Regions from separate parts of the Mus musculus genome. Here regions 1, 2, 3, 4, 5 and 7 are each linked to region 6. Evidence: chromatin contacts called from public ChIA-PET and promoter capture Hi-C data. All regions are on one chromosome and are shown on one strand. The core of a region is the stretch at or near the end of the contact, and the rest is flanking DNA. Distances in the headings are between cores, read along the strand shown. Region 1 holds the start of Psrc1 (proline/serine-rich coiled-coil 1). Region 2 holds the start of Cd53 (CD53 antigen). Region 3 holds the start of Wdr47 (WD repeat domain 47). Region 4 holds the start of Clcc1 (chloride channel CLIC-like 1). Region 5 holds the start of Kcna3 (potassium voltage-gated channel, shaker-related subfamily, member 3). Region 6 holds the start of Ahcyl1 (S-adenosylhomocysteine hydrolase-like 1). Region 7 holds the start of Celsr2 (cadherin, EGF LAG seven-pass G-type receptor 2).

What was found. Promoter capture Hi-C pulls out the DNA fragments that hold promoters and counts their contacts. ChIA-PET counts read pairs in DNA pulled down with a chosen protein or histone mark.
Region 1: a promoter capture Hi-C map of pre-B cells shows a contact between it and region 6, with 6 times the contacts expected there. The contact joins the promoter of Psrc1 here to the promoter of Ahcyl1 in region 6. A contact is called at or near these places in 7 of 39 promoter capture datasets (cranial neural crest, erythroid cells, hematopoietic stem and progenitor cells and 4 more), 3 of 484 Hi-C or Micro-C datasets (CD4 T cells, the G1E-ER4 cell line and cortical neurons), 2 of 115 datasets of contacts at active chromatin or transcription factors (memory CD8 T cells and pancreatic cancer cells) and 1 of 9 other capture datasets (liver).
Region 2: an RNA polymerase II ChIA-PET map of memory CD8 T cells shows a contact between it and region 6, with 24 read pairs. The contact joins the promoter of Cd53 here to the promoter of Ahcyl1 in region 6. A contact is called at or near these places in 1 of 39 promoter capture datasets (pre-B cells) and 1 of 115 datasets of contacts at active chromatin or transcription factors (memory CD8 T cells).
Region 3: a contact with region 6 is called in a promoter capture Hi-C map of liver, with 6 times the contacts expected there. The contact joins the promoter of Wdr47 here to the promoter of Ahcyl1 in region 6. A contact is called at or near these places in 4 of 39 promoter capture datasets (liver, neutrophils and pre-B cells) and 1 of 115 datasets of contacts at active chromatin or transcription factors (astrocytes).
Region 4: a contact with region 6 is called in a promoter capture Hi-C map of liver, with 5 times the contacts expected there. The contact joins the promoter of Clcc1 here to the promoter of Ahcyl1 in region 6. A contact is called at or near these places in 3 of 39 promoter capture datasets (liver and pre-B cells).
Region 5: a contact with region 6 is called in an RNA polymerase II ChIA-PET map of memory CD8 T cells, with 8 read pairs. The contact joins the promoter of Kcna3 here to the promoter of Ahcyl1 in region 6. A contact is called at or near these places in 1 of 39 promoter capture datasets (the C10 cell line) and 1 of 115 datasets of contacts at active chromatin or transcription factors (memory CD8 T cells).
Region 7: an RNA polymerase II ChIA-PET map of memory CD8 T cells shows a contact between it and region 6, with 6 read pairs. The contact joins the promoter of Celsr2 here to the promoter of Ahcyl1 in region 6. A contact is called at or near these places in 2 of 39 promoter capture datasets (hematopoietic stem and progenitor cells and liver) and 1 of 115 datasets of contacts at active chromatin or transcription factors (memory CD8 T cells).

The regions. Positions count from the first base shown.
Region 1 is chr3:108,382,413-108,385,112 of GRCm38.p6, forward strand. It overlaps Psrc1 (proline/serine-rich coiled-coil 1), which reads left to right and starts at 1,426. Exons shown (of 8, transcript NM_019976.3): 1 at 1,426-1,514; 2 at 1,824-1,873; 3 at 1,962-2,019; 4 at 2,558-2,700. The coding sequence starts at 1,855. Gm12522 (predicted gene 12522) reads right to left here and starts at 1,329. Exons shown (of 3, transcript NR_040560.1): 1 at 875-1,329; 2 at 59-384.
Region 2 is chr3:106,788,839-106,791,538 of GRCm38.p6, forward strand. It overlaps Cd53 (CD53 antigen), which reads right to left and starts at 1,311. Exons shown (of 8, transcript NM_007651.3): 1 at 1,129-1,311.
Region 3 is chr3:108,589,841-108,592,540 of GRCm38.p6, forward strand. Wdr47 (WD repeat domain 47) reads left to right here and starts at 1,438. Exons shown (of 15, transcript NM_181400.3): 1 at 1,438-1,757.
Region 4 is chr3:108,652,592-108,655,291 of GRCm38.p6, forward strand. Clcc1 (chloride channel CLIC-like 1) reads left to right here and starts at 1,322. Exons shown (of 12, transcript NM_145543.2): 1 at 1,322-1,389.
Region 5 is chr3:107,034,804-107,037,503 of GRCm38.p6, forward strand. It overlaps Kcna3 (potassium voltage-gated channel, shaker-related subfamily, member 3), which reads left to right and starts at 1,359. Exons shown (of 1, transcript NM_008418.2): 1 at 1,359-2,700. The coding sequence starts at 1,620.
Region 6 is chr3:107,695,189-107,697,888 of GRCm38.p6, forward strand. Ahcyl1 (S-adenosylhomocysteine hydrolase-like 1) reads right to left here and starts at 1,372. Exons shown (of 17, transcript NM_145542.4): 1 at 970-1,372. The coding sequence starts at 1,089. Gm40121 (a long non-coding RNA gene) reads left to right here and starts at 1,037. Exons shown (of 3, transcript XR_003954675.1): 1 at 1,037-1,541.
Region 7 is chr3:108,414,278-108,416,977 of GRCm38.p6, forward strand. It overlaps Celsr2 (cadherin, EGF LAG seven-pass G-type receptor 2), which reads right to left and starts at 1,302. Exons shown (of 34, transcript NM_017392.4): 1 at 1-1,302. The coding sequence starts at 1,217. Gm52630 (a long non-coding RNA gene) reads left to right here and starts at 1,744. Exons shown (of 3, transcript XR_003954680.1): 1 at 1,744-1,880; 2 at 2,173-2,392; 3 at 2,542-2,700.

The DNA.
Region 1 (2,700 bases), core at 176-2,675, 690 kb after region 6:
CCCCCACCCAGAGTTTATGCAGAGGAACCAATGAACTCGATAAGATAAGCTTACTTACAGAGCAGTGGGTTAGGGGTGTAGGCACGGATGACCTTGAAGCAGCTCTGGTGACTTCCCTAAGGAGACTTCCCCTTGCCTCTTCCCACTTCTATCCTCTAGCCCCTTCCCCCAAACCATCTGCAGTTAGGACAGAATTGCATACAGCTGGTTGAGAGGGACGGCTGCATACTCAGGTGAAGGTCCCGTGACCTTCTGTCCCACCTCCTCCTTCTATGACGGAAGGTAAACCGTCCACAGGCCCAGCTGTGATGGTCTTTCCGAAGCAGGCGCAACAGAACTCCTGAAGATGCTTGCAGATGTTTGCAGATGTCTCAGAGGATGGTCCTAGAGTAGAGTGGCACAGGCCTTTAGTCCCAGCACTTGGGAGGTAGGGGCAGGAGGGTCGGGACTTCAAGGTCATCCTTGGCTATATGGTGAATTCAAAGGCCAGCATGAGCTACACTAGTCTCTGTCTCAGAAAATAGCAAAAAACAAAGGGAAAAGAAACAGATGGTGTGTGTGTGTGTGTGTGTGTGTGTATCAGTGAATGGAGAGGAGTGGTCTGGTCATAGCCAGTCAACAACATTCACAACAGCAAAGGCTTCTTTCCAACCTGAAGCAAGCCTAGGGTAGAAGGTGGTAGTGACTGTGCTCTAAGGATGCGCCAGACCATGCTATTTGCTGAACTTTTACAGGCCCACCATTAAAGTGCACACATCTCCAGCATCCTGGCGAAGAAATAAATTCTTCACACGAACAAGATCTTTAGCAATAGGTAATCCTTTTGCACTTAGGGAGCACAGCTCTGACATCTTTTATTATTATTACTACTTACTGTTTGCCTGGAAGAATGACTTCTTTGTTATTTATTTAAACTCTTAAATAGCTGCTCATACTCATCGTTTGGGGGTTGGGGTTGAAGCAGGAAGAAAAAAATGCCAGATATCTCAGAGAAGTGGCCTTATGCTAAATGAAGAAATCTTGTGGCTCCAGTGCTGGAGAGATGGTCTATTTGGTGGTCTCTGCAAGTACGCGAGAAACCCAGCAAGGAAACCCAGTCTCAGATGCTGGAATCCAGGAGGTGGGGGAAGAGGCGGGGCTCCAAGCCTACATTGGTTCGACAGTTCTCCCCTTGTCTGACTCGCGGTTAGAAGGAGGCGCTCCGGTACACGCCACCGCGCACTCACGGCTCCTCCCGCCGTTCCGCTGTAGCCCCCTACCCTTTTTGGGAAGTGCCCTTTGGTCCAAGGGACAATCTTCTCCGGCTGACATCCCGACTGCTCCCGACTCAGCCCTGCCCCCTTGGACTCACCAATCGCTGTGCGTTTGTGGCGGGACTGGGTGGAGCCTAAGAAATTCGAACGAAGCTCCGCCCCTCGGGAGCCCTTTCCCGGGAACTGGGAGATTGTAGAAGAAAAGCTTCCTGCGTAGACTGTGAAGCGAGGTGGGGAGTGGAAACCGAGTGTGCGCTGGAGGTGTGGCGGGGATGTGGTGCCGCGGAGTGGAAAATGGGTGGGGTAGGGGGGGAGCGAAATTTCGGATAATAGTAAGGATGGAGGTGAAGACTGACCGACTGAGGAGAGGCCAGGGCGCAAGTTGGCGGATTGCACATCAGGTGTCGAGCTTTCTGCACCTTTCCCTAATATAACGGACTAGTTTCAGGGACACGTGCTGATCCTGCTTTACCACCACCATGCCTCTTCACCCCAGCTAATGCACTCCGAGTCTTGATGGGGCCCTAAGGCAGGATGATAGACACCTGAGGTAGGCATGTTTTCTTTCAGGTCTAAGCCGACTCGCTTATGCTGGCTGAGCATGGAGGATCTGAAAGAGGGTAAGGAAGCCATGGAGGGAGGAACGGGCCCCTGAGAGTCTGTCTGTCAAGAACTGATAGCTGGCATTTATTCTTCTCATCCCTTCAGATATCAAGTTCATTGTGGACGAGACCTTGGACTTCGGAGGGCTGTCTCCATCTGACAGGTACCAGCCTATTTATCCATTTATTATTTTCCTCCGGCAATACATCTGTAACCCTTTACTGCTAACTTATGGGCCTCTAGAACCGTGGTTGGTAATCTAGCAGAGTATGGTACCCTCTGATGGCAGTAGTCTGGTAGAATTGGGCCTCTAGAACACATGCTGGTGAGAACAGAGAAGCTGTAGGGAAATTTAGGGGTAAATGTAAATGAAAGATGAATGTCCCTGGGCATGTTGAGGCATGCCCTGCAAACCACCCCCACACTCCTAGGATAGACTAGAGTGCAGAGAGGGGGAGGGAGAGAGGGAAAGAGAGACAGAGAGAGAGAGAGAGAAGGCAGGAGGGATTTTGAATTTGAGATCATTCTGTGCTATAGAGTTGAGACATTGTCTCAGAAAATGGGAGTAGAACTAAGTTTTCCTCACCTAAAAGCAGTTCTCATGGCCAAAATGGAGTCAGGGTTGGGGATTGTCCCCGACTCGCCGACAGGAATGCCTTCTGCTAGCTGTTGTCCAGCATGGTGCCATATTTGTTTTTCAGTCATGAGGAAGAAGACATAACAGTATTAGTGAGTCCAGAGAAACCACTTCGACGGGGCCTCGCCCATCGGAGTAACCCAAATGAAGTAGCTCCCGCCCTCCAGGGTGTGCGGTTTAGCTTGGGCCCGCTCAGCCCAGAGAAGC
Region 2 (2,700 bases), core at 61-2,560, 910 kb before region 6:
TTGCTCACACAGCAGATAAAATTCTTCTCTGGCTCAATCTTCTAATAGATATGATTACCAAGAAAAGCTCCTCATGGAAAAAACTATTACTGGGCAAATTCTCCATTCTTCTTCATTTCTCCTCTGTATCAACAGTATACTGTCAGACATCAAAGGGTGCCTAACCCATGGTTTTTAACTTAGTTCACTTAGGTCACTATTTATAAACATAAGGTTTAGTAGCCTCTGAGGGTGGCTCTGACAAGCTGCAACTAACTCCCAATCATCTCCCTTGAATTTTAGGTGAGAAAATGTGGACATGGATACTTTACTTTCTCCCTTTTAGATTATAATCAAATGAGCTCTTCACAGCTCTTGGACCAAGAAAGACCTGATACAGACATTTTGTATTGACCAAAGCTTGACTATCATTTTGCTGAATACTTACACCCTAGAATGGCTTGCAAGTTGGAAACTATTACTGTATCAAGTTATGTGGGTTTCCTCTCTGCTGCACATTTTATGTGAAATTTGTCAATGTTCAAGCTTTGTGTATCACAGACCATTTAAAGTGAAGAAAGAAGCCCTTCAGATCACAATGTTTACCTTCCCCCAAACTAAGCCATAGGAATAAAATACATGAAGTACATTGCAGAACACCTATGTTGCAGGTTTTTTGTATCTATCTTATATCAAAACATGACATTCTCAGCACTAACTTTCCTTTAAAATGTTTTCAAACAAAGACAACATGTCTTCTGGCTACTGTTCTAAATCACTCTGGTTATGATTTTCCTCCCTGCTCTAAAATGAAACTTCAAGTTTTTGAAGAAAAAACAACATAGAAGATCTCCCCAATTTCATCTCATCTCACCTCAAAAACTTCAAGCATTAGAAACCACCATATACAGTAAGCAATTCAAGTGGCATAATAATGTAAGCTTATGAATACTTAGGCCCAAAGAGATATCAGAAAATAAAACACCAATTAAATCAAAGTATTTCTAGCCCAGTTGCCTAAGGGAAGTGCTGATCTAAATATTTGTAAACACATCACATTTTAAAGTTACTAAAGGGATGTGTGGAGACTCTCAAAATGCTATGTGCCTTATTAGCTGATTTAGAGCTGTTAAAAGTCATAAATCTTACCTTTTGAAGGCAGTGTCCCTCAGTACTTCAGGTAGAATTCACTGATTATCTTTTAGGTGGCCAGCACAGCCTGTAACCCAGAAGTCTATGTCTATTTGTGTAAAAGGAGAAGTGAAGAGAGAAAAAATACAATCATGCTGTGACGACAGGAAACCCAAGCGAGAAGAGTGAGGAAGTGAGACTGAGTGTTCTCTCTTAGGCTCAGATAGTCAACTGTTCCTCAGTGAACTTGCAGAGGCTTCCACTCCCAGCCTATTCTAAGCTGGTTTCTGGAAGCTAAAGAAGGTCTGACACACCAATCTGAGTTCTGGTGAACTTTACAGTAATTTGAGTGATATTTCCTGGCCATAGAACAGTGCTTCTCAATTGAAGCAGCAACTACAAAATACCCGTGGGTCTGTTTCTGTGTATGTGTCCCCACCGTTTGACCACAAACTATACTACTAAACCATACTGACCAAGCCAGCATGGTACTGGAATGAAACCATACTTGTAGATCAATATAGCATAGTAGAGGACACAGAGATAAACTTGTGTAGGATTGAATATCTACTTTTGGACAAAGGTGTATCAAAACATGAACTAGAAAAACAAAAATGCAGCTGGAGAGATCGCTCAGCAGTTAAGAGCACTGACTGCTCTTCCAGAAGTCCTGAGTTTAATTCCCAGCAGCCACATGGTGGCTCACAACCATCTATAAATGGGATCTAATGCCCTCTTCTGGTGTGCCTGAAGACAGCTACAGTATATACATATACATATACATATACATATACATTATACATATACACACACATACACATACACATACACATACACATACACATACACATATACATATACATATACATATACATAATAAGTAAACAAATCTTGTTTAAAAAAAAACTATCTTGGGTATTCTAGGTTTCTGGGCTAATATCCACTTATCAGTGAGTGCATATCAAAGGATTTCTTTTGTGATTGGGTTATCTCACTCAGGGTGATACTCCAGATCCATCCATTTGCCCAAGAATTTCATAAATTCATTGTTTTTAAAAGCTGAGTAGTGCTCCATTGTGTAAATGTACCATATTTTCTGTATCCATTCCTCTGTTTAGGGACATCTGGGTTCTTTTCAGCTTCTGGCTATTATAAATAGGTCTGCTATGAACATAGTGGACCATGTGTCCTTTTTACCAGTTAGAACATCTTCTGGGTATATGCCCAGGAGAGGTATTGCTAGATCTACTGGTAGTACTATGTCCAGTTTTCTGAAGAACCGCCAAACTGATTTCCAGAGTGGTTGTACCAGTTTGCAATCCCACCAGCAATGGAGGAGTGTTCATCTTTCTCCACATCCTCCCCAGCATCTGCTGTCACATGAATTTTTGATCCTAGCCATTCTGACTGGTGTGAGATGGAATCTCAGGGTTCTTTTGATTTGCATTTCTCTGATGATTAAGAATGTTGAATATTTTTTCAAGTGCTTCTCAGCCCTTCCATATTCCTCAGTCAAAAATTCTTTGTTTAGTTCTGTAACCCATTTTTAATGGGGTTATTTGAATTTCTAGAGTTCAGCTTAGTGAGCTC
Region 3 (2,700 bases), core at 188-2,687, 890 kb after region 6:
ACCTGGCCATTTATCTTGAACTGGATTTTTTGTCTGTTTGTTTTTGAGGTCCCAGCCTTTGCTGGCTGGAACTCATTATGTAAACCAGGCCAGGTAAATCTCTCATAAGTCTACCTCTGCCTCCTGAGTTCTGGATTCTTTATGCTAAGGTTCCTGGAGGTTCAGCTCCTTGAGCAGTACGTATCTGGGGGAATACTACTACACAAATGTGTAGGAGTGAGGTTACTACTGTAAATAAAAGGGCAGTTCAAAACAGCAGCCTTGTTAAGTGCTTCAAGATAGGATTAGCTTTACACATGGAGAGCCTGGAAGGGGATGGTTTTCATGGAGGGAGATGGAGTACGGAAAAGGGCAAGGAAGGAGTATTTATTTCACTTAAGCTTTATTAGTTAATCGTTGGAGTAGAATTAAGAGTCAAACCCAGTGCACAGAAGACATTTGGAAGTGTCAGACAGGTTGTCCTAGCTACTTTTTTTATTGATGTGATGAAACACCACGACCAAGGCAACTTATAAAAGACAGCATTTAATTTTTAGCTCAGGGTTCCAGAGGGTTAGTTCATGACGGTCTTGGCAGTGAATGTGCCAGCAGACAGGGAGGCCTGATGCTGGAGCAGTTGCTAACAGCTTACACGTGATCCACAAGCACCAGACATAAAACGAAGAAAAGGCTGGCTTGGGACTGGAGAGATGGCTCAGCGGTTAAGAACACTGACTGCTCTATTTGGAGGTCCTGAGTTCAAATCCTGACAACCACATGGTGGCTCACAACCATCCATAGTGAGATCTGATGCCCTCTTCTGGGGTGTCTGGCGACAGCTACAGTGTACTTACATATAATAAATAAATCTTACAAAAAAAAAAAAAAGCCAGAAAGGACTGGCTCTTGAAACCTCCAAGACCACCCTCAGTGACATCTCTTCCAACTTGTTCACACCTAATCCAGTGGTTCTCAACCTTCCTAATGCTGCGACTCTTTAATACAGTTGCTCATCTTTTGGTGGCCTCCTCACCCCCAGCCATAAAATTATTTTCGTTGCTACTTCAGACCAGTTGGTTACTGCTATGAATTGAAATTATATGATATGTTACCCTCCTAGGAGGTGTTGGGACCCATACGTTGAGAACTGCTATCCTTATCTTTTCCTGTCAGTCCAGTAACTGGGGACAAGCATTCAAATGCATGAGTATGGGGGCAATTCTCATTCAAACTACCACACCTGTCCACGCTATTTTGGGACATAACATAGCGTCACCCGAAGGTTCTGGGCCTACATTCTCCTTACAGTCATCTCCTAAACCATAAGAGCAGAGAAGGCGAGGGCCAGGAGCCTCCAGGCGTCAGTCTTAGATTCTGCCCGCCCCCGTGTTAGGCCCCGCCTCTAGGCCCCGCCCTACCCTCCTGGGCTGGCCCAGCCGACTCTTCTGCTCAGGCACCTGCCTAGCCGCCTCGCGAGGAGGGGTCCTGAGGCGGCTCCAGGGACGAGCAGTGATTGGCTGCAGCTGGCGGCTGGAGCTCCGTTCCAGCGGCGCTTGACAACCGCAGTCCGCGGAGCGGAGCGGTCGGAGGCGGGATCGGGGCGGACGCGAGCAGGACCGGCTGACGAGCTGATGGATTGACGTGCGGGCTGCTTAGCCCAGACCGCCGCCCTCGCGCTCGCGCCTTAGACTGGAATTGGCTGTCTCGGGGCTCTGGCCGCCGGCCTCTCCTCCGCGTTTTCCTCCACCGCTTCTGCCGGCTCCGCCCGGAGCTCTCAGGTGAGCGGATTCCAGGAGGCGGGGGCGGGCCGCCGTGCACCGTGGGTTGCCATGGTCACCCGTCGCCACCTGTCACTAGCCTGATGCGGCGCAGACCCCACAGCCCCTTGGGCGGCGTTCGCAGCCGGGAGGAGTGTCTTGGGTAGGCTTTGGTGGCGACTGCGAGAAGATGGGATGCGGGCGAGGCCCGGGTGTCTCGGGGACAGGACCTGGGACCCGCCAGGCAATCTATCCAGGCCGCCACTGCTGGACCACACCTTCCCCTACTTGCCAGTCTGATTCGGGCGGCTGGGCGATGCCCCTCGCCCTGGTATGGAGTATCCACCTCGCCGCTGCTGAGGGGCGCGAGGAGGGCTGACTGGGCTGCATCTGCCTCGCCCCTCTATTGGGCTGGGGCGAGACTGAGGGCTGCGCGCTGGTCCCTTTCCCTGCTCGCCTTGGCCGGCGAATGGGTAGGGAGTGGCGGGGTTGAGGGTTTGTGGGGGATCCGGGTTTGCCCTTTCTGACGCCAGGCCAGTGGCTGTTAGGAGCAGTCCTGTGGGGTCTGGGAGGGTGGGGACAGGGGCATCGACTGAATTTCGAACGTGATTTGTTCCCGGGGACGCCTGCGTAAGACACCGGAGGTTATGGAACTCAGAGGGTTAAGCTGCTTAGCTGTATTGGGGAGAAAAAGATTGGGGCTCTAGCTCTGGGACGACGCCTTTGGCAAAGGGGTAGGAACCAAGTAGGCAGCGGCAGTATTTGACCTGATGATTTCCCCCCTGTACATCCAGACATGCAGCTAGTAACTACGAAGGGTGTCGTCTGAGGGGAGCTTTTTTTTTTTTTTTTTTTTTTTGGCAACTTGGTTCTCACTGCATAATGAGAGGAGAAGTCTTTGTTCCACCCAGATTCATCGGTTGAAATCCTGACACTTAGTTTCCCCCCTTTGTTGTAGAGAGTT
Region 4 (2,700 bases), core at 72-2,571, 960 kb after region 6:
CCCCCCTAGGGCATTGACCTCCCAGACGCAGATTTGATCAGGTCTACTGTGCCGGACATGAATCCCCTCCTATGGAGTGGGCCTCAAATCAAGCTGGAAAGAAGATGGCTACCCACTTAACAGTTTGCCACTATTGCAAATGTGGGTACATCTTGCCTGGGAGGGCAGCCGGGTAACATACAAGGTCACAGCAGGGCAAGACTGCTGGTGACTTCTTCCATAAGGCATCCTTATGTTATGAAAGCTAACCTTCCAGAGTAAGCATTCAGTCCAGTTCCATCTTGACTTCTGTACACACATGGTTGCTACAGCAGTAGGATCTTATCATCTACATCTGAAAGGCTACCAGCCACAGTAGCAATGGGGCTGGAGAAGTGGCTTAGCTGTTAAAAGAACTCAAGTTCGGTTTCCAGCAACCGAGTTTTGTGGCTCAAGATCACCGATAACTCTGCATCTCAGGTACCTGATGCTCTGCTGGCAACTGCAGCTCTGACCTCTGCTGGCAACTGCATTCATATGCAGAAACACAATCAGAATTAAAAAGAAAATACGTGTTGGTGCCACAATTATCTGGGACTTCCTATCTAGGGGGATCCAACCCCCTCTTCTGACCCCTGTATGTACTAGACACGCACGTGGAACACATACTATATGAAGCAAAGCACTCATACATATGAAATAAATCTAAAACGACTACAAATCTTAAAAAGTTGTAAATGATGTATGTATACCCAAGAATACCAAATTAAATACTAACAGTGTCTCATTGCCAGTTAGTTTTTGTATTCATTTCTGGGGTGGGGTTCCTCTTTGGACACTTTGGAAACTGCAAAGCCAGAAGTTGAAGATAAACACAAAACAAACCTTACGTCCAAACTCCCATTTGCCTCCCTCACTATATATAGTACTAGTTAACCATTATCTTCCACTTAGAAAGTTATGTTCGAAGTAGATCTCTCTCTCTATCTCTCTCTCTCTCCTTCTCTCCCTCCCTCCCCCCTCTTTCTTTCTCTCTCTCTCTCTCTCTCTCTCTCTCTCTTTTTCTTTCTTTCTTTCTTTCTTTCTTTCTTTCTTTCTTTCTTTCTTTCTTTCTTTCTTTCTTTCTTTCTTTCTTTCTTTCTTTCTTTCTTTTCTTTCCTTATTTACTTATTACTTATTTACTTATTTAGACGTACTTGGCTCCTTTAGCCACGACCGTCTGAACTGAACTGGTGGTTGGGTAATTGAAAAGCCCTTACTTCAGAGCAGAGGAGCGCGGCCTGGTCCCGCCCCCGCCTCCGCCCCCGCGGCGCAGCCAATCAGCAACGCGCGCGGGAAGGCCGCACAGCTGCGGGCCGAGCGAGTCGATGAGTCCGCTCGGGACTCCAGTCCGAGTGCACCGTGTTTGAGGTAGGCGGCTCGGCGTCTTCCGCGGCCGGGCTGGCCCGGGTCCCTCTGAAAGAGCAGGCAGGACCCTCGACGTGAGTGGGCGCTCTTCGGTGTGTCGGGGCGGCCCGCGGGTCTGCGTGGGAGGCGGCGCGGCAGCGTGAGAGGTGCCGGGGCCTGGGCCCGTGGCGATTCCCTGTTCCGTCTTACGCGGGTAGACAGCGCCCGCCAGTCATTCCCCTTGTCTCGGCTAACCCTGCGAATATACCGAGCGGCCCACCCTGGGGCAAGAGCATCCTTGCTTGTGTTATCTGAAACCTTGGCAGAATCTGCAACAAATACTGACGGCCAAAAAATTATATATATATATTGGATTTGTTGGAGTAATGGTATGAAACTCCAAATTTAATTTGAGTATATTAAGTTAGTTGATGCTGTAAGTCTGTGGGTTTATAATTAGGTGCAAAACGTCAGGTTTTCTCCATGATACTGATTATAAAAGTGCTCTTCTCAGCGTTGTCTGGGCACATATTGGAAATGAAAATTGTCTGGTGGGCGGTGGGCACCCTTTAATCCCAGCACTCCGGAGGCAAAGGCAGGCGGATCTCTGAGTTCGAGGCCTGCCTGGTCTACAGCGTTTCCAGGATACACCGAGAAACCTCGTTTCGAAAAACAAACAAACAAACAAACAGAAAAAAACAACCTCAATTGCCAGGAAAGGACAAGAACACGCGTGAGCTAAATAGCGACTTCCCGCTTCTAAGATAACCGAGAATTTGACTTCCCTTAACCCGGTTAGTCCTGCTTGGCTGGTTGGTTAGACCTCTGATTCTTTGAAATCAGTGACTTTCTTGAGGGTTTCCATTTCGTGGCTGTCAATCAGCCTGCACATCTTAAGAGCTAAGCCAGAGGCCGCCCCTGTGAGAAGCCCCTTTTCTGGTTTTCCCACCTGTGTGATAAGACCCAGCAGAGTTTCCTCACCCGCTTTTGAACCCTAACCTCCAAGGAACCTCTCAGAGCTCAGAGGCCATGGGCATGTTACCCGTTTTTTCTGGGATTGAGACAGTGGTGCCCTTTCCAAGAGTTTTTGTAAGGATTAAAGGAGCATATGTTTCAGTAACAAAATGTCCTCTATTATTGTATGAGTATGTTTTTTTATATACTATTATTGTGCGCACTGGAGTACATGTGTTGTAGTTGAGGCAATGAGAAAATGATACAAACTAACTGGTGTCCACCGACAAGTCATAGAGTAACGCAGGTTTTTTTCATAAACTGAGGCAACATAGGAAGATTTTTGTGATGTTTTTGTTTTTCCGAGTCAGTCTATGTAGC
Region 5 (2,700 bases), core at 109-2,608, 660 kb before region 6:
AGAGCAGACAGAAATAAATACAAAGCATCACTTGTTGCAGAATTCAGTACAACAAACAAATGCTGAGATCCCAGGATTTCCAAGTTGCTAACAACAGAAGTTGGGCAAGCCCTCTTTATCATAGTTTAGTAGTTGGGAGAGGGGGTAAGAAAAACATGACGACAGATCACTCTTACATCAAACTGAATTTTCAGCTAACTTCATGGAATGAGTGAATGTCTAGACAATAGTTCCTCTTTTGCAAACGATTGCAATGATTCAAGGGGGTAACAGAATTTTGTAACTCTGGTACTTATACTTGGGGTAGCTAAATGTCTGGGAACAGAAATTATGTTTAAAGCAACCAGCACAATTTAGAGAAACAGTTTAAGGGAGATAATATTTTCTGTAGGCCCATATCAAGCAAGAGAGGCACAATCTGCAAAATGAAGGCTTTCCCACATTAACAGCTAAAATACACTTTCTCGAGTTCCCTACTGCAAGGGCAGGTATCATTGTGTTAATTAAACGCTAGGTATTGGGCCTGTTCGTCACACAGTAAGGTGTGGTGAATTTTCTTTACCATTCCCTCTTATTTTTTTCCACTGCCCTCACTAATCCCAACCAGAAACTTGCCCCTGATTCTGCCCGCACTGAGCTAACCATTATAAAAATGAGGTCTCCAGATGCCTTTAAGGACCCTCTTTTTAGACTGCTGGGAAGACTTGAGACCCCATGTTACCCATTAACCCATTGCTTCCTGTCCAAAAATATCGTTTACTGCACCAACACCCAGGTTTTAGCATTATTCTACCCCTCTAAATCCGGATGCTGGCCCCAGACTATCCTATCCTGCACTAGCCCAGACAACCTAGCCTGCAGCCCCTCCTCCCAAGACATTCAGGGTCTGGATGCCTGGATGCCTCCTTTGCTTGGGACTTTTTGTTACCTACTCTAGTGGAACTTGCCCTTCTTGGCAAAGTGTCAAGGGCCAGGAGGCCTCCCTTCGAGGGATGAGGTGTGGTCCTTGCGTGGGTATAACAGCCCTGAGATTAGGTCTCGACCACGCGCGGGAAGGGAACGCGCGCTGACCAGGAGCGAGCAAGCAGAGCCCAGGAACGAGGTCAGGCGGCCGGGTTCCTCCAAGGCCAGCGTGGCTGGGTAGGGGTTCCGCGGAGTCTGGGGAGTGGGGTGCAAGTTGGCGGCGATCCAGTGACAAAGAAGGTCGAGGAACAAGGGTGGCAAGCGGGAAGCGGAGCGCGCGCGCGCGGTGGGCGGGAAACCCGGGGGCGGTGGCAGAGAGGCGGGCGCGCGCCCCGCGGGGAGGGGTGCGGAGGAGGGAGGAGGAGGCGTCTGGACCGTGCAGCCCCGCGGGCCGCGCCAGCCCAGACAGAGCCTCGCGGCAGCCGCAGCAACAGGCGGCGGGGCCGGGCTCGTAGGGCAGAGGCGGCGGTGGGGCGGGGAGCTCCAGGAGGAGCGACTCGGGCCGGCAGCCGCCAGCAGGGAAGGAAAGCACCGCCGCCTCCCGCGCTCGACCGCCGCAGCCCTCCACCCATCACCGCGCCCACCCTGCACCGGACCCCGCAGGAGGCGGCGCGCGCATCCTGCAGAGCCCCGGCCACGCCGAGCTGCCGCCAGACATGACCGTGGTGCCCGGGGACCACCTGCTGGAGCCAGAGGCGGCGGGAGGCGGTGGCGGGGACCCGCCTCAGGGAGGCTGTGGCAGTGGCGGCGGCGGTGGCGGCTGCGACCGCTACGAGCCACTGCCACCCGCGCTGCCCGCCGCGGGCGAGCAAGATTGCTGCGGCGAGCGTGTGGTCATCAACATCTCTGGGCTGCGCTTCGAGACGCAGCTCAAGACCCTCTGCCAGTTCCCCGAGACACTGCTGGGCGACCCCAAGCGGCGCATGCGGTACTTTGACCCACTCCGCAATGAGTACTTCTTCGACCGCAACCGACCCAGCTTCGACGCCATCCTCTACTACTACCAGTCCGGGGGCCGCATTCGCCGGCCGGTCAACGTGCCCATCGACATCTTCTCCGAGGAGATCCGCTTTTACCAGCTGGGTGAGGAGGCCATGGAAAAGTTCCGTGAGGATGAGGGCTTCCTGCGGGAGGAGGAGCGACCCCTGCCCCGCCGTGACTTCCAGCGCCAGGTGTGGCTGCTCTTCGAATATCCGGAGAGCTCCGGGCCGGCCCGGGGCATTGCCATTGTGTCAGTGCTGGTCATTCTCATCTCCATTGTCATCTTCTGCTTGGAGACGCTTCCCGAGTTTCGCGATGAGAAAGACTATCCCGCCTCCCCGTCGCAGGACGTGTTTGAGGCTGCCAACAACAGCACGTCGGGGGCCCCTTCTGGAGCCTCCAGCTTCTCGGACCCCTTCTTCGTGGTGGAGACCTTGTGCATCATCTGGTTCTCCTTTGAGCTTCTGGTGCGGTTCTTTGCTTGCCCCAGTAAAGCCACCTTCTCCAGAAATATCATGAACTTGATAGACATTGTGGCCATCATTCCTTATTTTATCACTCTGGGCACTGAGCTGGCTGAACGACAAGGTAATGGGCAGCAGGCCATGTCGCTGGCCATCCTGAGAGTCATCCGCCTAGTAAGGGTTTTCCGCATCTTCAAGCTCTCCCGCCATTCTAAGGGGCTGCAGATCCTAGGACAGACGCTGAAGGCTTCCATGCGGGAGCTGGGGCTGCTCATATTCTTCCTCTTCATTG
Region 6 (2,700 bases), core at 122-2,621:
GAGACTTTATACAAGAGGAAACTATTTCAGAAAGGTCACCTCCTTGTTCCACTGCTAATTGGGTACCAGGTTAGAGGAAGGGTCAGCAAAGGTTCGACAGAAAGCACTGGAGACCCCGACCCTACCACTGAGAGAGCTAGTTAGACTCAGCCCTCCATAGATCACCTTTTCCAAGAGCCATAGAAGGATGTCCTTTGAGCTCAACCCCCAGCACAATAGGCTGAACTTGTAAGTGCAGTAAAGAATGAGCAATCATTTCTTCCCACCCACCTCCCCAACCCACCCAAGCTCCTTTCTGGAGGGATGTCTAAGTGATCTATTCACATGACTGCGATCAACCTGCATCCATGACAGTGTCTACTGTCACCAACCTCTAAATTTTCCTTTCTCACATACTTCCTAGCAGGTGGAAGACTGCACGGCGATTACCATTTTGCCTTTCCATCTCTTGTTGCTTTTAGAACCGTCAGCTGCATAAACCAGTTCATACGATTCTTTCCTCTTGCCTCTAAGCGATCACGCAGTTGTTGGTCGAACGGCCAATTCTCCCCCAAGAAGATGCTTTGAAAAAGAGCTGCCTGATTTCCCCCACTCACCTGAGGGGAAATTTCCTGCACAACCTCATCCCCTGGACAGGTCACAGGGGTCAGCTGAGTCGCTCACCCCCTCCCAATCTCGTCTTCAAGGCCCTCCATCCAGGAAAAGTCAGTCGCGAATTTAAGGCCTGGCCCTGTCGGGCTTCAGTAAGATCCAGGAGGACTCCGGCCGAGGGACAAAGAAAAGCGAGGTCAGAGCGGCCTCTTTGGCTCCAGCTAGGCCCATCGCCGCTCACCGGCCACCCACTACATCGTGTCAATGGTCCTGAGCACCCCAAACCCTAGCCCTAAGTCCCGAACTACCCGAGTCCGGGCCCGGGGCTTGCTCGCGCCCCTTCCTCGAGGGCCCTCGCCGCCACCCAGAGCCCCGCACCTTCTTGGGAGCCTTGGTGACCGTGGCCATGAAGGAGTACTTCTCGGCGTCCTCGATCTCCTTGGCCTGTTTCAGCTCCTCCCCGACACCGGGCAGCGGCATCGCGTCAGGCATCGACATCCCCCGGCCGGCCCGGCCCGCGGCTAACCCGCCGCCCCCGCCTCTTTCCCTCACGGGCGCCCGCCCGTCCGCGCGGCGCCCTCGGCCACGCGCTCGCCCGCCTTCCCGCCAGGCCCCGCGCCGAGCTGCTTGGGCTTCCGAAGGGCTGGGACCCGCGCGCGCGCGCCTCGTCGGCTCCGAGACCGGAGCCTGCCGGACAGCGACGGCGGCCACAGAACCAGAAGCAACAGCACGCAGCTCCGACCTGCCCGCGCAGCCACCTCCGCCACACGCAAGCACGCACGCAAAGTAAGGGTAGAGGGCGGAGACGCCACGTCAAGTACTGGCAGCCCCAAGGAGAGGGGGGCGGAAAGAGGCGGGGACAAATGGCGCGCTCTGGTGACGTCAACATGCTGGGCCGGGCCGCAGGAATCGCCCCTCCTTTCCTGCGCCTCGGTGATGAACGTCCCAGGGTGAGTAGTTGAACCTTGTCTGCCGCCAGGTGGTGCCATCAGCCCTATTGAGCCGAGTGTGACTCCTATAAAGATGCCACAAGACTAAGGGTCTTTGGACTACCAACTCCCCAGGAAACCTCAGCATGGGGAGGTGGCAGAGCATCGGGGATCGGGAAGATGGCATATCAAGAGCGATGCTTGGGAGCATAAACCAGAGTCCCACCGGACACATTTTACCCGGCCCTTTTTGGGAAAATTCAGTGTTAGAGACAGCCTACTCCCGGCCCACACCCTGGGCCCTTTGGGCCAGAAGTCCATTTCCAGGGGACAGTGTTTGCTTTTTTACTTCACAGGGGTGCAGAACAAGCTGAGAGCAGTCTGGTTTCTACACAACCCTTTATGACCTCCATCACCATCTCCTCCTGGGCCTTGTCTGTTTACAAGACCTTCAGGCTGCAGTGCTGATGTGAAGAGGTCATTAAGATAAGGTTGATGGGTTGGTCAGAGGGCAGAGAACAGGGCAGATTGAGAAAAAGTCCCAGCCAAATGGGTTCTCCTGCTCCATGCTCTCTAGGCAGTAGGCTCTCCCTGCCAGCTCCACTCTCAGTGAGTGTAGTGCAGAACGTTCAGTTTGGACTCGCACAGTTTCTGGATTCTACTGTGTACAGCCCCCGTATAAAGGCCCTGGGATGGTAGAGGTGCATGTGGCATATTTATGTTTTCCAAGAACCCATCCATTTGGGAAGGGAAAGCCTATTCGTAAGCTGGGGTCAACTGCGGTATCTTATCCTTTGAGAGTCATTCAAATGACATTGGCTCCAATTCCTATGTCCTGTGGAAAGTACAATGTTGTCCCCAGGATTTCTGTGAATTACTGAGGGGACTTAGGTTTTCATGGTCATCTCTGGCTCTAGTTTGCTGCCTCATCTGAAACATTACTCACTATTCCAGTCTTACAACTGTTTCTTTAGCTCTTGTAGTCACATCAGCCCCTTTCTCTTTCCAACTCTTACTCCTAAACCACAAAAAATGAGGCTATAACATGTAGCAGAACTTTTAATGAAGGTTTGTTGGTCAAAGGGGAGAGGTTACATCACATAGCAAACAGTCTACAATTACATTTCTGAAATGTTCCAAAAAGAGATTTCAGCCATCTATCTCACCATTGGGATTTCTC
Region 7 (2,700 bases), core at 52-2,551, 720 kb after region 6:
ACCACATAACGCTTCTCGCTAAACTGGGGGGCGTTGTCATTATCATCCTCCACCGACAGGAAAACAATGGCTGTGGAACTCCGCGGGCCTGGGTCCCGGCCCTGGTCACTCGCCTCCACTGTTAACTTGTAGGATTCCACTTCCTCCCGGTCTACAGGGCCGCGGGTTCGGATCACCCCCGAGCGAGGATCGATCTCAAAGGCGTCTGAGGGGCTGCCTCCGGCCCCCTCCAGCAGGCGGTACAGAATGTTGGCATTGGGAGGGGCGTCGCCGTCGGTGGCCCTGACTGTAAGCACCTCATAGCCAACCTCCAGGTTCTCCCTGAGGCTCTCCTTGTACTCTTGCTGCTCAAAAACAGGGTCGTGATCGTTGGTGTCGGTCACCAAGATGGTAAGCGTGGCCAAGGCACTCCGTCGGGGCATACCGTGATCCTGTGCAGTGACCCTGAAGACGTGGGTGCTCTTGGTCTCCCGATCCAGCTCCTCAGCTGTGGTGACAACACCGGTGATTGGGTCCAAGGAGAAGAAATGATTGGAGCGGCTATCAAAGAGGGCATCCATGGTGTACTCAAGTCGACCCGCCTCACCCTCATCTGGATCAATGGCTCTTAAGGATGCAACAGAGGTACCAGCAGGCTGGTTCTCAGGCACTGTGGCCTGGTAGCTGGGAGGCTGGAACTGGGGAGCTGTATTCACATTCCTTTTCCTGCGCCCACCCAGAGATTCCTCTGGTGAGCCTTCCCCAGCCCTGAGCCCTGGGGCCTGTGCCAGCTTGCAAGACTGGCATCTGAGCCGTGGGGCCTTTAAGCAAGGGTGCTCTTCAGGCAGGGTCAGCGTGCCTTGTGGAGAAAGGTGTCCTCCGATACCCAGGAGACGACAGCTCCAGGGGCAGCCTTCAGAGGATGGCGGAAGAGGGATATGAGCCCCTGATTCTGGACACCAAACCCTCAGGCCATCGTGGTGGGGCACCAGGTGGCCGGTCAGCTCAATGCCCGATTCTCTGCAGCGGCTGGTGTAGAGCCAGAGGTTCGAAGCAGAGGCTGGGCAGAGCCAGCCCACGGGGGCGCAGGCCCCAGAGGAGCTGCGTCCCCCGGATCCCAGAGAACGACAGGGCCCCACTTGATCTCCCAGTAGTGGCGACGGTGGCAGCAGCAGCAACAGCAGTAGCAGCGGCAGCAGCGGCGTTGGGAGGGGGGCGCTGGCAGCCCGGCTCCGCATCTCTCCCTGTTCCCGGCCAGCCGGGTCAACAGCCGCGGCGGCTCTTCCTCCGGCTCCTGCCGGCCCCGCCGCGCCTCATGCCCGGGCCGGGGCGCGGGTCCCCGGGGGCCACCTGTACGTCCCACTGGGCCTGCACCCAGATGGCTCGGCGGGGCCGCGCTCTTAGCCCACGATGCGCCGGGCTCCCACCACTCTCGAAGCCGGGCCCGCTCCCGAGTCGCCGCGACCACTGCGGGTTCACGCTGCGCTTCCACCTGCGCTCTGAGCGTTCTCTACCTGCGCCCGCGGGCCGCGAGGATCTCTGGCTCTGCCGGGTCCCCCGGTCCCGAGCCCCAGAATGTCCCCTCCGCCCGCGTAAGGTCGCCCACCTGCGTCTGCGGAGCCTCACGCTCCGGCCCGGGCCCGGCTGCCAACGATGGCCCTGCGCCACCCGCTCGCGCCCTGCGTCCCCGCCGCGGCAGCTACCGGTCGCCGGGGTCCCGGGCCCAGACCCGCGTTCCCTCGCCTCCCGGGCGGGCGGGCGAGCTCTGCAGAGCAGCGGCGGTGGTGGCGGCGGCTCATTACCATAGACCTGCTCGCGCCGCCGCGGTCTTAAAGCGGCGACGCCCAACGCGCCGAGGAGGTGGGCCCCACCCAGCGCCCTCTTCTGCATGGCGGCTCTAAGTAAGATTCCCGCCTCTGGTAGAATTTTTCTTCCCAGCACATCAGACTTGCTCCTTTCCATTTCTGGATCCCTTCTACAGCTTAAAGAGGAATGAACAATCAGAAGCCACACAGGGAATTGATACTCTTGTAAAATTCTATGGCTAGCGCTCTTTCAAAACAGTCTTAATGTCTGCAGGAGGTGACCAGGGGGTGGGAGGTGGGTGGATATAGACAGACAGACAGACAGACAGACAGACAACTTTCCAGTCTTACCATCCCTGAAAGCCCTCATTGCTGCCCCATCCTACAGGTCCCGGGTCAGAAGTAAAGACGACTTTGCTCGACTTCGCTCGACACTACAAAGTCTCCCCCAGATACCAGAAGTCGTGCTCTCACTTGGATATCTTGGACAAAAGGACCCCTAAGCTCATTTGGGATACATCTTGGGTACCACATGTCAGGTCAGGGGAAGTGAACCAGAATGTCCAAAGCAGCAAGAGCACTAACACTACCAGATTCCTAGGGCCAGGGTGAGTTGGTTCCAGAGGGCCCAAGCTTCCTGGACCTTAGGACGTGTTCCTTTTTCTTTATCCCTCCTCCCTCCTAGATCAATGTCCAACTGCTGTCCTCCTCCTACCCGCGGCTTTGTAACTAGCAAATGGCCCTGTCCATTGCACAGGACTACTGAGCCCTTCATGGAATGCCACCCCAGAACCTTCTGGAAGGGGTATGAAGAACTGATGAATCTTCCCATAAGTGGAGTTCACACAAGATGTTGGGACCAAAGAACCGGGAAGAGTGAGGCTGGGCAAGCCAGAGGGCTTCTTCCTCTCATACC